Regions from separate parts of the Sus scrofa genome. Here regions 1 and 3 are each linked to region 2. The links are chromatin contacts, called in public Hi-C and HiChIP or PLAC-seq maps. All regions are on one chromosome and are shown on one strand. Each heading gives the region's core, a stretch centred on a gene start, on an enhancer-like site or on the middle of the called end of the contact. The rest is flanking DNA. Distances are from core to core; before and after follow the strand shown.

What was found. Hi-C and Micro-C count contacts between places; a contact is called where the count stands out from the background. HiChIP or PLAC-seq counts read pairs in DNA pulled down with a chosen protein or histone mark.
Region 1: a contact with region 2 is called in an H3K27ac HiChIP or PLAC-seq map of alveolar macrophages. The contact joins the promoter of SLC35E1 here to the promoter of SMIM7 in region 2. A contact is called at or near these places in 1 of 5 promoter capture datasets (liver), 9 of 47 Hi-C or Micro-C datasets (blood, embryonic fibroblasts, epiblast stem cells and 4 more) and 2 of 2 datasets of contacts at active chromatin or transcription factors (alveolar macrophages and skeletal muscle).
Region 3: a Hi-C map of liver shows a contact between it and region 2, with 3 times the contacts expected there. The contact joins the promoter of CHERP here to the promoter of SMIM7 in region 2. A contact is called at or near these places in 9 of 47 Hi-C or Micro-C datasets (blood, brain, embryonic fibroblasts and 4 more) and 2 of 2 datasets of contacts at active chromatin or transcription factors (alveolar macrophages and skeletal muscle).

What each region holds. Positions count from the first base shown.
Region 1 is chr2:61,035,607-61,039,314 of Sscrofa11.1, forward strand. SLC35E1 (solute carrier family 35 member E1) reads left to right here and starts at 2,219. Exons shown (of 6, transcript XM_003123474.6): 1 at 2,219-2,697; 2 at 3,076-3,146. The coding sequence starts at 2,271. MED26 (mediator of RNA polymerase II transcription subunit 26) reads left to right here. Exons shown (of 3, transcript XM_003480761.4): 3 at 1-55.
Region 2 is chr2:60,959,722-60,963,057 of Sscrofa11.1, forward strand. SMIM7 (small integral membrane protein 7) reads left to right here and starts at 1,811. Exons shown (of 5, transcript NM_001244720.1): 1 at 1,811-1,870; 2 at 1,953-1,994; 3 at 2,468-2,520. The coding sequence starts at 1,845. TMEM38A (trimeric intracellular cation channel type A) reads right to left here and starts at 806. Exons shown (of 6, transcript XM_021083580.1): 1 at 588-806. The coding sequence starts at 711.
Region 3 is chr2:61,061,448-61,065,188 of Sscrofa11.1, forward strand. CHERP (calcium homeostasis endoplasmic reticulum protein) reads left to right here and starts at 1,513. Exons shown (of 17, transcript XM_021083582.1): 1 at 1,513-1,657; 2 at 1,968-2,141. The coding sequence starts at 1,633.

The DNA of each region.
Region 1 (3,708 bases), core at 969-3,468, 76 kb after region 2:
CACCTTGTGATATAAATGTGGAAATAAAAGAAAAAAAAAAAAACATTTGCACAAACCAGTCTGAGAATTGTTTTTAATTTGGTCCTTTATAGCCATTATAGTCCTTTCTGGATTAGCCAAGTAGACATGGACCCTGAGTAGCCAGACTGTGGGGAGGAGGGCAGGGCAAAGTTGCCAAGTCAGCCTGTTAGCTTTCCACCTGGAGACTGACCCCTACCTTGCCTTTCATGCTTTCAGGGCCACGATGCTTCTCCCACATCAGGTCACCTCTTAGCTTTGGGTGACAAACTGAAGGGCCACATCTGTCTCCATCTATACCTCACCTTTCTCAGACAGAGAAGCCCCCCCCCCAGCAGGCTCTGCAATTCAAGTTTCAGTGACCTTGTCCTATCCCCTAAAATATTTGTAGTTCTTATACCACATGGTTCAAAACTCTTGTCTGGCTCCAGGCTCCAGGCTGGGCCCTGGCTCCAGGCTGCTAGCTTCCCATGCAGGCCTAGGGCTATCTTAGTATCTGGATGGGGTTGACTTAAACAAAAAAAATTTTTTTTCCCTCCCTTAACTATAAAGTGATAGCCTTTTAGTTCTTCCCCCTTGTCCCTGAAACCATAAGCTAAGACTTCTGTTTTCTTGTTTTTCCACTCTGGAATAGGTCATCTTGTTTCAAGGTGAGGAGCAACTTAATTTCACAGATGAGAAAGCAACTACCCCTTTAGAGGGGTAGCCCCACAGAGCAAACCAAGAGGTCTAGGGACATTCAGTCAACCCTGAAGCATAGTTTCAAAGCCAGTGGAGATTTCTGACATAGCTTTGAAAAAGACTCCTAAAAAGTGGGTGAAGTGGCTTTAAGGGCAGTCCGAAGTTGAACCCTGCCCCTGCCATCTACCAGCTGTATGATATGCAAGTGCTACTCCAGAGCTGTGAGGACTAAAAAAATGGTCAAAATTTAGGACCAAAGGGGGAAAAAAAAGCATATCAGCAGTACCATTTGTGCTGCGGAGTAACTACTTTCCTAATTCCACTGTACCTGTTTTCTCACCTGCAATGTGGCCAGCTGATCACAGGTCCCAAGGATATTAGTCTGTGACAAAGTATCATAGACACAGCTGGAACATATTAGGATTTCAGGTTGGTGTCCTAGGATCATCTCTTTATCTCATACCTACGCTTTGGGGGAGGTGACTGTTCCCCCACCCATGCAGGGACCACATCTCCAGCTCTTGAGTACCTAGTAAGCCCTGGGGTACAGATACTGCTTGCCTTTGAGAACACACGGCTAAGACTTCCCACCAATATTTTGGAGACCAAGTTGGGTTGCCGCTTTGTTCTTTGCTAAGAACACAATGGAAGGGAATTTTTAACACTCCATCCACCCCCACCCCGCAAAGTTGTAAGTACAAAGTCCTTTAGTAACAGAAGATCAACTTGCTGAAAACACCGTCTTGTTTTCCTTGGGGCTGCTCTATCCCCGCCAGTTCTTGGTGCATCAAGCAGTCCGGGCCGGCACCACGCCCCTCCCTCCAGCAAACCCTTGGGATAGGTGCCCACGGATGCTGCCATTACCGTGACTCCCAAATTGTTCGCAGGACTTAAGCCACGTCGCTTCCCTTTTCTGGGTTTGGTCTGTCGGTCTATGAAATGAAGATAATACCCAACCTGAGTGCACATCGCGGTGGTTCCCAGAACGTTCCCTCGGGCGCTGTGAGCTGGCCCCTCTGTTGGATTCCGGCCAAGGGAGTTCGTTCCCAGTTTGAAGAAAGAATTTTGCCCATGGAGACGTCTTCACAATTCGGTTTCTCTCCCCGAAAGGTCTGGTCTTTTACCTTTGGTGTCCGGCCCGGCCATCAGGAATCTAGCTGGAGGGCGCCGATGCAGCGCAGACACCGAGGTTTGACTCGCGAGCTCGACGCCAGCTCACGGACGCCGACGTGGAGGGGCCCTAATGCTACCGCCCTCTCGCCCGCTTGTGCTTGGGGCTCCGGACCCGTGTCCCCGGCCTTAGCCCACAACTCCAGGAACTTTCTGGGATCAGTCCCTGTTCCTTCTCTCTGCTTCCGGGGCAAGCCCCGCCCTCTCCGGAAGCCCACCAGTAAGGGGCGCGGCCTGCGCTAGCTACGTGGTGGCTGGCGCGTCGGTCGGCGCGCGGCGGTGATGCAAGCAGCGATGACCAATAGGAAGCGCTATAGGCCACCGCTCCCGCCCCCGCCGGCCCCGCCTCCGCCCGGCGTCGGGCCGTCGGACGGGCGGGAAGGGGCGGCCGCTTGGGAAGGATGGCGGCAGCGGCTGCGGCGGTGGGAGTGGGCGCGGGCGCCGGTGGCCCAGGAGCTGCAGGCGGCGGCAGCGGGGCGCGTGAGGGCGCGCGGGTGGCGGCGCTGTGCCTACTGTGGTATGCGCTGAGCGCGGGCGGCAATGTGGTCAACAAGGTGATCCTGAGTGCTTTTCCATTCCCCGTGACCGTGTCGTTGTGCCACATCCTGGCGCTGTGCGCGGGGCTCCCGCCTCTGCTGCGCGCCTGGCGCGTGCCCCCCGCGCCGCCCGTCTCGGGCCCTGGGCCCGGCCCGCATCCGTCGCCCGGCCCGCTGCTGCCGCCGCGCTTCTACCCGCGTTACGTGCTGCCGCTCGCTTTCGGCAAGTACTTCGCGTCAGTGTCCGCGCACGTCAGCATCTGGAAGGTGCCTGTGTCCTACGCGCACACCGGTGGGTGCCGCGGCTGGCCTGAGGGGAGGCGGCCGGGAGCACGCCGCCCCGGGCTTCGGCGCTTGGGTAGGAGTGCGCCAGACGACCTGGAATGCGGCCCTAAGTCCACTTCTCTCTGGAAAGCGCTGAGAGCGCTTTTAGCAGGAAAGGGACACACATAAGGGTCTCCGGGAAGGAAGGGACTGAGAAGATGGCTGGGAGCTGAGCAGGGCGGAGCAGAACAGTTGGGTTGCGGGGAAAACCCATAGAAAGAGAAGAGCTGAAGCAGTTTGAGGGGCTGCCAAGCCTTTCTATCCTTCCAGTGGAGTTGAGACCGAATTCCAGGGTGGGTTCAGTGACTAGAGTGGTTCCCTGAACGCTCCTTGCCTCTCTTTGCAGTCAAGGCTACTATGCCCATCTGGGTGGTTCTCCTGTCCCGGATCATCATGAAGGAGAAACAGAGCACCAAGGTAACCCAGAAGGGCTTTGGGCAGGTAGGGGCCCAAGGGCCTCCCAGCTGTTGCCCAGCTGCTGACGTGGTACAGGTTCCTGGCATGGGCTGCCTGGCTTCCTGTCAAATAAGGAAGTCAGCTTAGAGACTTCTGGAGGCGCTTTTGCTGCTACTGTTCTGGAATCGCTGGGGCGGTGGTGTGTGAGGTGTGTATTCTTGAGTTGTCTTTGCTCTATGGTCTTGGAATGCTGCCATCTATCTCAGGCCCAGTTTTGATTTCCTGCATGGGGTTGCTGATAGGCAACTTGGACAACTTGGTTGCATCTTGACCACACATCCCCTGATGCTCCAGTGGGGTCAAGGTTGTAATACCTGACTCCTTGCTGGAACAGAACTCTTGACAGTTTCACATCTTTGCAAGAGATAATGGTCAGGTTGGGGGTTTCTAGGGTCAGAAGACATGAGATGCTAGTCAGAGGAATCTGATTTTGGCAAAGCCCAGCAAAGTCTTCGAAATAAAAACAGCCAGGAATTGTGAATGTCTGGGTATGGAAGTGAAAGCAACATGCAGAACCCAGGGC
Region 2 (3,336 bases), core at 561-3,060:
GCACAGCTTCGGCTCCATGGCCACAGCAGGGAGGGGGCACCGGTGTCACTTTCTCTGAGCCTGATCACAGCCCCCAGCACAGCCGGCCCTTATATAGACACTCAGCTGCCACTCCGGCTTCTCACGCCAAGGGCAAGGAGGGAGGTCACGGCTCCGGGCAGCCAGGACATCTGGCCCGGCCGAGAGCGCCAACCCCCGCCGGTGCCCTCACCACGACCTACGACCCTTGCCCAAGCACACGTGACCCTACCCAGCAGGACCCCAGACCTTCTCTCCTTGCTTCCTCCCCAGTACCTGCTCCCCCTCCTTTGAACAATCACTTTCCTTCCCTCTGGCTTGCATCAGCTTCCCTTCCCCCAGCCCCGCAATCCCAGGGGCTTCTCCCCTTGCCCTCCCTCCAGTCCCTACCCTCTTCCCGCTCCCGAATAGGAGAATCTCACGATCCCGGCACCTGCCTGCTCCCCCGAACCAGGCCCTGGGGCTGTCCCCTCCCCTCCACGATCCAGGCCTTTCTCTTCCTCCAGACCCCCAGGGTTTACCCCCGTCCCTTTAATGCCAGCCCTCTCCAGCCCCCAACCCAGGCTCACCTGGCTCATACTTGAGGTAGATAATGGAGACGATGAAATAGCTAAGGTCGAAGACAGGGAAGAGGGGCACCCGCGAGAAGCTGAGCGCCAGCTCGCCCAGGCTCAGCGCCGAGAGCAGCTCCATGGCGCCTGACGGGTCGCACCCCAGCCCCCGGCCGGGTGCGTCCAGCTGCCCGAGGCCCGGCGAATGCGCCCCGCTGCTGGACCCGCCCCCGCCCGCCAGGCACCGCCCCCAACCCGGCCCCCGCGGGAGAGGAGGGGCTACCGCTGGCTTCGGAGCGGGTCTTGGGACAATCCTGTCCTACGGAGCCCTGTCGGTCGAGTGTCACACAGTCAGTCCCTTCGGCCATCACGACCCCCAGCCCAGCGAAGTGGGCTTCGAGGGGTCCTTGTGGTGTGTGAGTTGGGCAGGGGAGCTGTCTTTGTAGGGGGACGAGATTCGCTCAGCACAGGGCCCAACAGGCAGGATGGATCATCAAGGACCGGTTCCCGTGGGGCTCGATTAGGACCCTCGTCTCTGTGGAGCCCCTAGATCAGGAGGACCTCCGTCCCTCGTGGGGCCGGATCAGTTGTGAACCCCATAATCCCGTGCACCAAAGGGCCCCTTCAGTCAGGACCCCTGTCGTCTATAAAGCTGTCATGATCTCAGCCCTCTGTAAGTCATGACATCTGTCCTCCACAAGGAACCCCGTCTTCCAAGGGAATCGGTCAGTTGGGACCCCTGCCCCCGGTACTGCCCGTCTAGTGTGGGATCCCGGCTCCCGTGGAGCCCGGGAGGAGGCCCTTTTGGAGTCCAATCAATCTGGGCCTCCATGCCCTGGAGAGCCCACTCTGTCAAGACCCATTCCCCTATGCAGTTCAAGGATCAGGGGACCGTGTTTCTCCAGAAGCCCCATCCGAGACCCCAACCCCACAACAGAAGCTGCTGCTCTAGTTCTCCAGCGCGCTGGTCCCTCAAGCCTGCGCGACTGGCTCGCAATTGGTGAACCAAGTCTGCCCCCAGATGGCTCCGCCCCTGGGAGACGTCAGGACCCCGCCCCGCCCTTTCTTGGTTACACTCTGGACCTCCCCAACAAGGAGCGGCGCTCTCTCTTTCTGAAGGGGGTTTGGTCTACAGCAGGCGGGACCCTGACTGCCTTGGTCTTTGATTGGCTCAGCCCTTGCCAGAGCTGCTTCGAGATTGGTCGGCTCGTGTTCCTCTCCCCTCCCTCCCAGAGGCTTCCGCTTCCTGTTCTGACGGACACTCCGGCCGTAACGATGATCGGGGACATCCTGCTGTTTGGGTAATTAGGGGGACCGGAAGATTGGGCCAGAGGGCCCGACGGGGTGAGGGGCGGCCCATGTAACCGTATTCTCCCTCTGCAGGACGCTGCTGATGAACGCCGGGGCGGTGCTCAACTTTAAACTGTGAGTAGGCCGCGTTGGACCGCAGCTCCATCCGGGGGACCCGTAGCCCCGCCCCCGAGAGCTTGAGCCCTTCCTACGCCGCGGGCCCTGCCCTCGAGTCCCAGCCCTCTGGCCCCGCCTTCATTATGGGCCATCCTCCTGTGACCCTCCAGGCCACAGCGACATGAAATCGGACTCTCCTGAGATCCCTCTGCTCACAAGCACGAGAGCCTCAGGCCCATCACCCAAGAATCTCTTAGCCCTAGCCTGTACCCTCAACCCCGCATCTGGCACCTTCGGACCACCCTCTCCACACCGTCCGTGGCTGCAGGCATAGCTGTGATGGGCGGGGCAGGGAGGATTATTGAACAGCGAGGTCACACAGCAAATCAGCGGTAAGGTTAGAGCTCCCCTCTGAGCTGGGAGTCAGGGCCCGGGGACTAAACGGTTTCTTTGTCCTGTTGAAAGTAGACGCTGTCTGCTTCTCCTTATAGGAAAAAGAAGGACACGCAGGGCTTTGGGGAGGAGTCGAGAGAACCGAGCACAGGTAAGGCCTTCTTTCTGAACTCTGGAATTGGTACATTTCAGCGAAGACAGTTCTTTCGCACCAGTTTTCTTTTTAAGTATGTGTGTGTGTGTGCGCATGTGCGTGTGCATGTAGTGGGCCTGAGTTTGTGATGTTCCTTCTATCCACTTCTGTCACCCGCTTCTTTCTCCTACCAGACCTCCCTGCATAGGTCAGCACTTATCTCACTTATTACAGTTATAATTTTTCTTTATGTGTGCTATCATCTGGTAAAGTCGCCCCTCACACTTGACCTTACACTCCAGAGAAGAGGCTCCAGCTTGTTTTGGCTCATCTCTGTGTCCTTGCAGTGCGAAGATTCCCACCATGAAGGAATGAATGAATGAGTGAATGAACAGCCTCACAAATAGCTATTATTTTCAGCATGCTGTGGACCTGTTTGTTTAATTTTCAATTAGATTGGTTTTCAGGTAAATCAGGAGATGTCATGTAAAAATTCAGAGGTCTGATTTTTAAGAAAAATCAGAGCACTCTACAACTGAGTTCAGGCGACCTTTTGGCACCTATTGAATGGGAGTCGAGATGCAGGACCCCACTGAAGCAGGGCATGTGACCTCTACCTCAGCCCAGCCCCAGCCCTCTTATTTTTATGTCATTCCATCTGCCCAGCCCATGGAGGCCCTAGAATTTATACCTCCTGCTGAATTGATTTGTTTAACTACTTGGAGTCTAATGGGACCTGTACATGCCTGTTGTATCCATTCATTTGTTTTCCAAGCATTTATTGAGCACCTGCTGTGTGCCAGCCACTGTGCTGGATGCTGGGGGCCCAGCAGG
Region 3 (3,741 bases), core at 263-2,762, 100 kb after region 2:
TACCCAGACTGTGGGCTTCTGAAAGCAGAGCTTAGGTTTGAATTGTTTCATCCACAAGCTACATACATCTAGCCTGCCTTTTTGTGAACCAAGAATGGTCTTTGCAGGTGACATTTAGAATCAGTTAATGACAGGAAAGAGTGACTTGGAATCCCCCAAAAGCTTTCCATTCAGACCTGTATTTGTAACACTCTATTTATAAATTCTACCACTAAAAAGTGTTATGCACATTTTTCTCTTTGGTTATATAAGCACCAAGCACCTACATAATATCCTTGATTTTGGCTCTTGGCCAAACACCTACATAATATCCTTGATTTTGGGTCTTGGCCAGCAAAAATATTTGCTATCTGGCCCTTTATAGAAAAAGTTTGCCAGCCTCTAGTCTAAGAATACTATTTGGGATACAGGAGACAATCTATAACGTCAGATGGAGAAACTAAGTAACAATTTAAAAAATGTATCTAAAACACCCCAACACCGTTTTCAGAGTAGGGAGGTACCGCCAACTAAGTGTTAATGTTAACAATGGTAATCCCAAAAGCGTTCAGATTGCGAGGGAAGTCACAAGTCTACGTTTCTTTAACGTTTGCTGTTCCTTGCTATCTTTCCCCGCAATTAGCAAGCGTTAACTTTACCATCGTTTTATTTCACTTTTTTTGGCCGCCCCGGGGCATATGGGCCCGGGGATCAAATCTGAACTGCAGTTGTGACCTACGCTGCAGCTGGGGCAACTAAGCCGGATTCTTTCACCCACTGAGCCCGGCCGGGGAATCCAATCTGTGTCTTGGCGCTGCAGATCCCGTTTCGCCACAGTGGGAACTCCTCAAAGTTTCATAAGTAACATAACTGCGTATTTCAAGGTGCATCTTTCTGACCGCGCAGCCTAGAAGGCCCGGCACCCGCTTGAATGACTACACAGAAGCCACGCGAGCTCTGAAAGGCTTCTGAAAACGGAGGGAGTAGAGGTGGAGGTGTCCCCTCGCCCTAAGTCTTCTTTATCAAAGAGTTGGATTAAAGAAAAGAAGCACAGCAGGAGAAACTTTTGAACCTCGATAAGCCCTGTTCCATCCCCGCCACGCCTGTAGCCTCCCAGTTCTACTTTTACATCCGGACGAGCCCGGGAGGATGTGACCGGCGCCGCAGCCCAGGCGCCTCCTGGACGCACCTCACCTCGTATTTTCCGCACCGCCGCCTCGCTGGGAGAAAATAGGGCACTGACTAGCGCAGTAACTCCCCAGGGCCCCTAGTCCTACGGAAGAATCTACTGCCCAAGTCCTCGCATTGCAACACGTAACGTGGGAAAACGCCCCAAGAGCAGCTAACGGCCGCCTGCACCGTTCCAGCCGTTCCCTCGCGTCGCGCTACAGAAGTCCATTCCGCACATGCGCGGGAAAGCCCCTGCGCGTGCGTGGTGCTCGCCCCTCCGTGCGTTCGGCCCCTCGCGGCTTCTTCCCGCCTGCCTCGTTTCCTCACTTCCGGGGTTTCCTGGCGACGGCCGTAAGTGGCGGGCGGAAGCAGCGCGCGAAGCCAGTCGTAAAAGGCTCCCTCGCGCCACTTCCGGCCGGCTTCCGCAGACGGCCCTGGTGGGCGATCGTGAGGCGCCGGAGGACGTTCCCCGCGGCTGGAGCCATGGAGATGCCGCTGCCGCCTGATGGTGAGGCCCAGCCTGGGCTCGAAGGCTGTTTCTCTCTCCCCGGAATCCCCTGTTGGCCTACCTCGCCTCCCGGGGTCCCCGGGCCTAGGAGGGGGCGGGGCTCGGCCTCCGGGGTCCGCCTGCGGCCTCTCCCGCGGGTTCCCGCATTCTCGGCGCGCTTCTGGCCCCTATCGGGACCCGTACAAAGGCGGCCTTTCCCGGACCCACCCCTAGGGACCCCCGGCCCAGCAGACGCGGGCTGGGACGACAGGGCCCCCGAATTTGGGCGGTTCTCGCTGACGCCCCGCGTGGCCTTTTCTCCGTCCTCCAGACCAGGAGCTCCGAAATGTCATCGACAAGCTGGCCCAGTTCGTGGCTCGGAATGGGCCCGAATTTGAAAAGATGACGATGGAGAAGCAGAAGGACAACCCAAAATTTTCGTTTCTGTTCGGAGGAGAGTTCTACAGTTACTATAAGTGCAAGTTGGCGCTGGAGCAGCAGCAGCGTGAGTTCTCTTGCTCTCCGGCCGTCCTCTCCAGCGATTCCTTTCTGATTCCATTTCGGGCTCTGCCACAGACCGCCTTTTTTTAAATCGCTTGTTCTTCTGGGAATATGGATTAGCTCGGTCTTCACGGTCCCATTCGCTGTTCCCGGGGCTCTGCACCCGTGCGGCAGCTGGGTCCCAGTGTAATGGAGAACGGGGTTATCGATCCTTTTGCTGGGCTCCAGATCAGGGTTTACTCTTGTTTTGCAAACGTGATGACTGAGGTCAGGAAGGTAGTGACTACTTCAGCGGTTTCCAGGGAGGAAGTAGTAGAAGCCAGATTGGGTGAGACCCTTGGGGCAAATACTGTCCAGCGAGGTTTTTGTGCATTTTAAGATGGTTGTAGCCTAGATCAAAAATGAGTTGTTTCGTGGGTATTAGTTCTTGGTATCAAAATTCCAACCCTCTTCTAAAAGAGCTTAAGATGGGGTTGGTTAACACAGTTGGTCTCTGAATAACAGATAATCACCAGGTAGTAAAGATCCCTGAACCCACATCTGCCCTGTTCAGTAGTGAATCCTTAGCTTCCAGATATGTTGTGTTCTAGATTGCCAAGTAGATGGACATTGAAAGGTGGATGCTCCCTGAACTACAAGTTCCCCACGGCCAACCGGGCCTTGTTTGGCATTGTTGTGCCTAATAGGTAGCACGTAGTAGGTGTTCAATAAAGAGTTCATAGGACACAGCAAAGGTTCAATGGCTTGAACAAGCACAGTGTGTTTTGAGAGCGGAAAGAAACCTCAGTCATCACGTTTGCAAACACAGTGTGTTGTGAGCAGCCCAGCATGGCTGGAGTTTTGATGTGTGTCGACAGGGTCGGGTTTGATCTGGAGTGGTAAATGCCAGGGAAAAGCTTGGGTTTTCTTCTTTAGTCTGGTGTTCTTCTGGTGCCTGTGTATGTTTGAGATGAGGGTGGAGGAGGTCTGTTGCCTGAAAATGTTGGGTTTTGGGTGACTTGTATGGAGGACAGATTGGAGGGAGCATTGAGTGGAGTCTAGGACCAGTTTGGTGGTAAAATCTGAATTAAGTTGGCAGGTCGAGTAGAGAATGTGGGCCTGGGGACAGTTGGGGTTAAAGGGAAGGGCCAGTTGGATATTGAAGCAGGTGGCATAATTGGGCAGGGGAGGACAGTGTTTTGGCTCCGGTTCCTGTGAGGTGAGAGATGCTTTCCCTGCAAGGGGAGCCTATTCCCATCCTGGAAGGTCAGAAATCAGGACCTTCTTGGGACGTGGTGCTATAATGGGGGTTGGGATGCTTCTGGAAGGGAATGGGGCTCAGAAAGTGTTTTATGTAGGTAACTGTTGCCATTAAAGTTCAAGTCATTTAGCTGATGGGAACTGACGAGACAAGTGTGTTCAGGCTGAGGAACACGCCTGAGGAGGGGTTGGGGAGAGAGGGGACAAGAGCTCAGGGTGCCTGGAGCCCAGAGAAGGAGGGATTCTTGGGGTGGCCAGAAGGGAGGGTGCAGAGCAGGTAGGGCTGGTTTGCCAAGGATTCAGGAATTCTGGAGGCTTTTGGGGAGCTCTTGAAGGGTTTCAAGACTATGTTCTGGAGCAGGGTT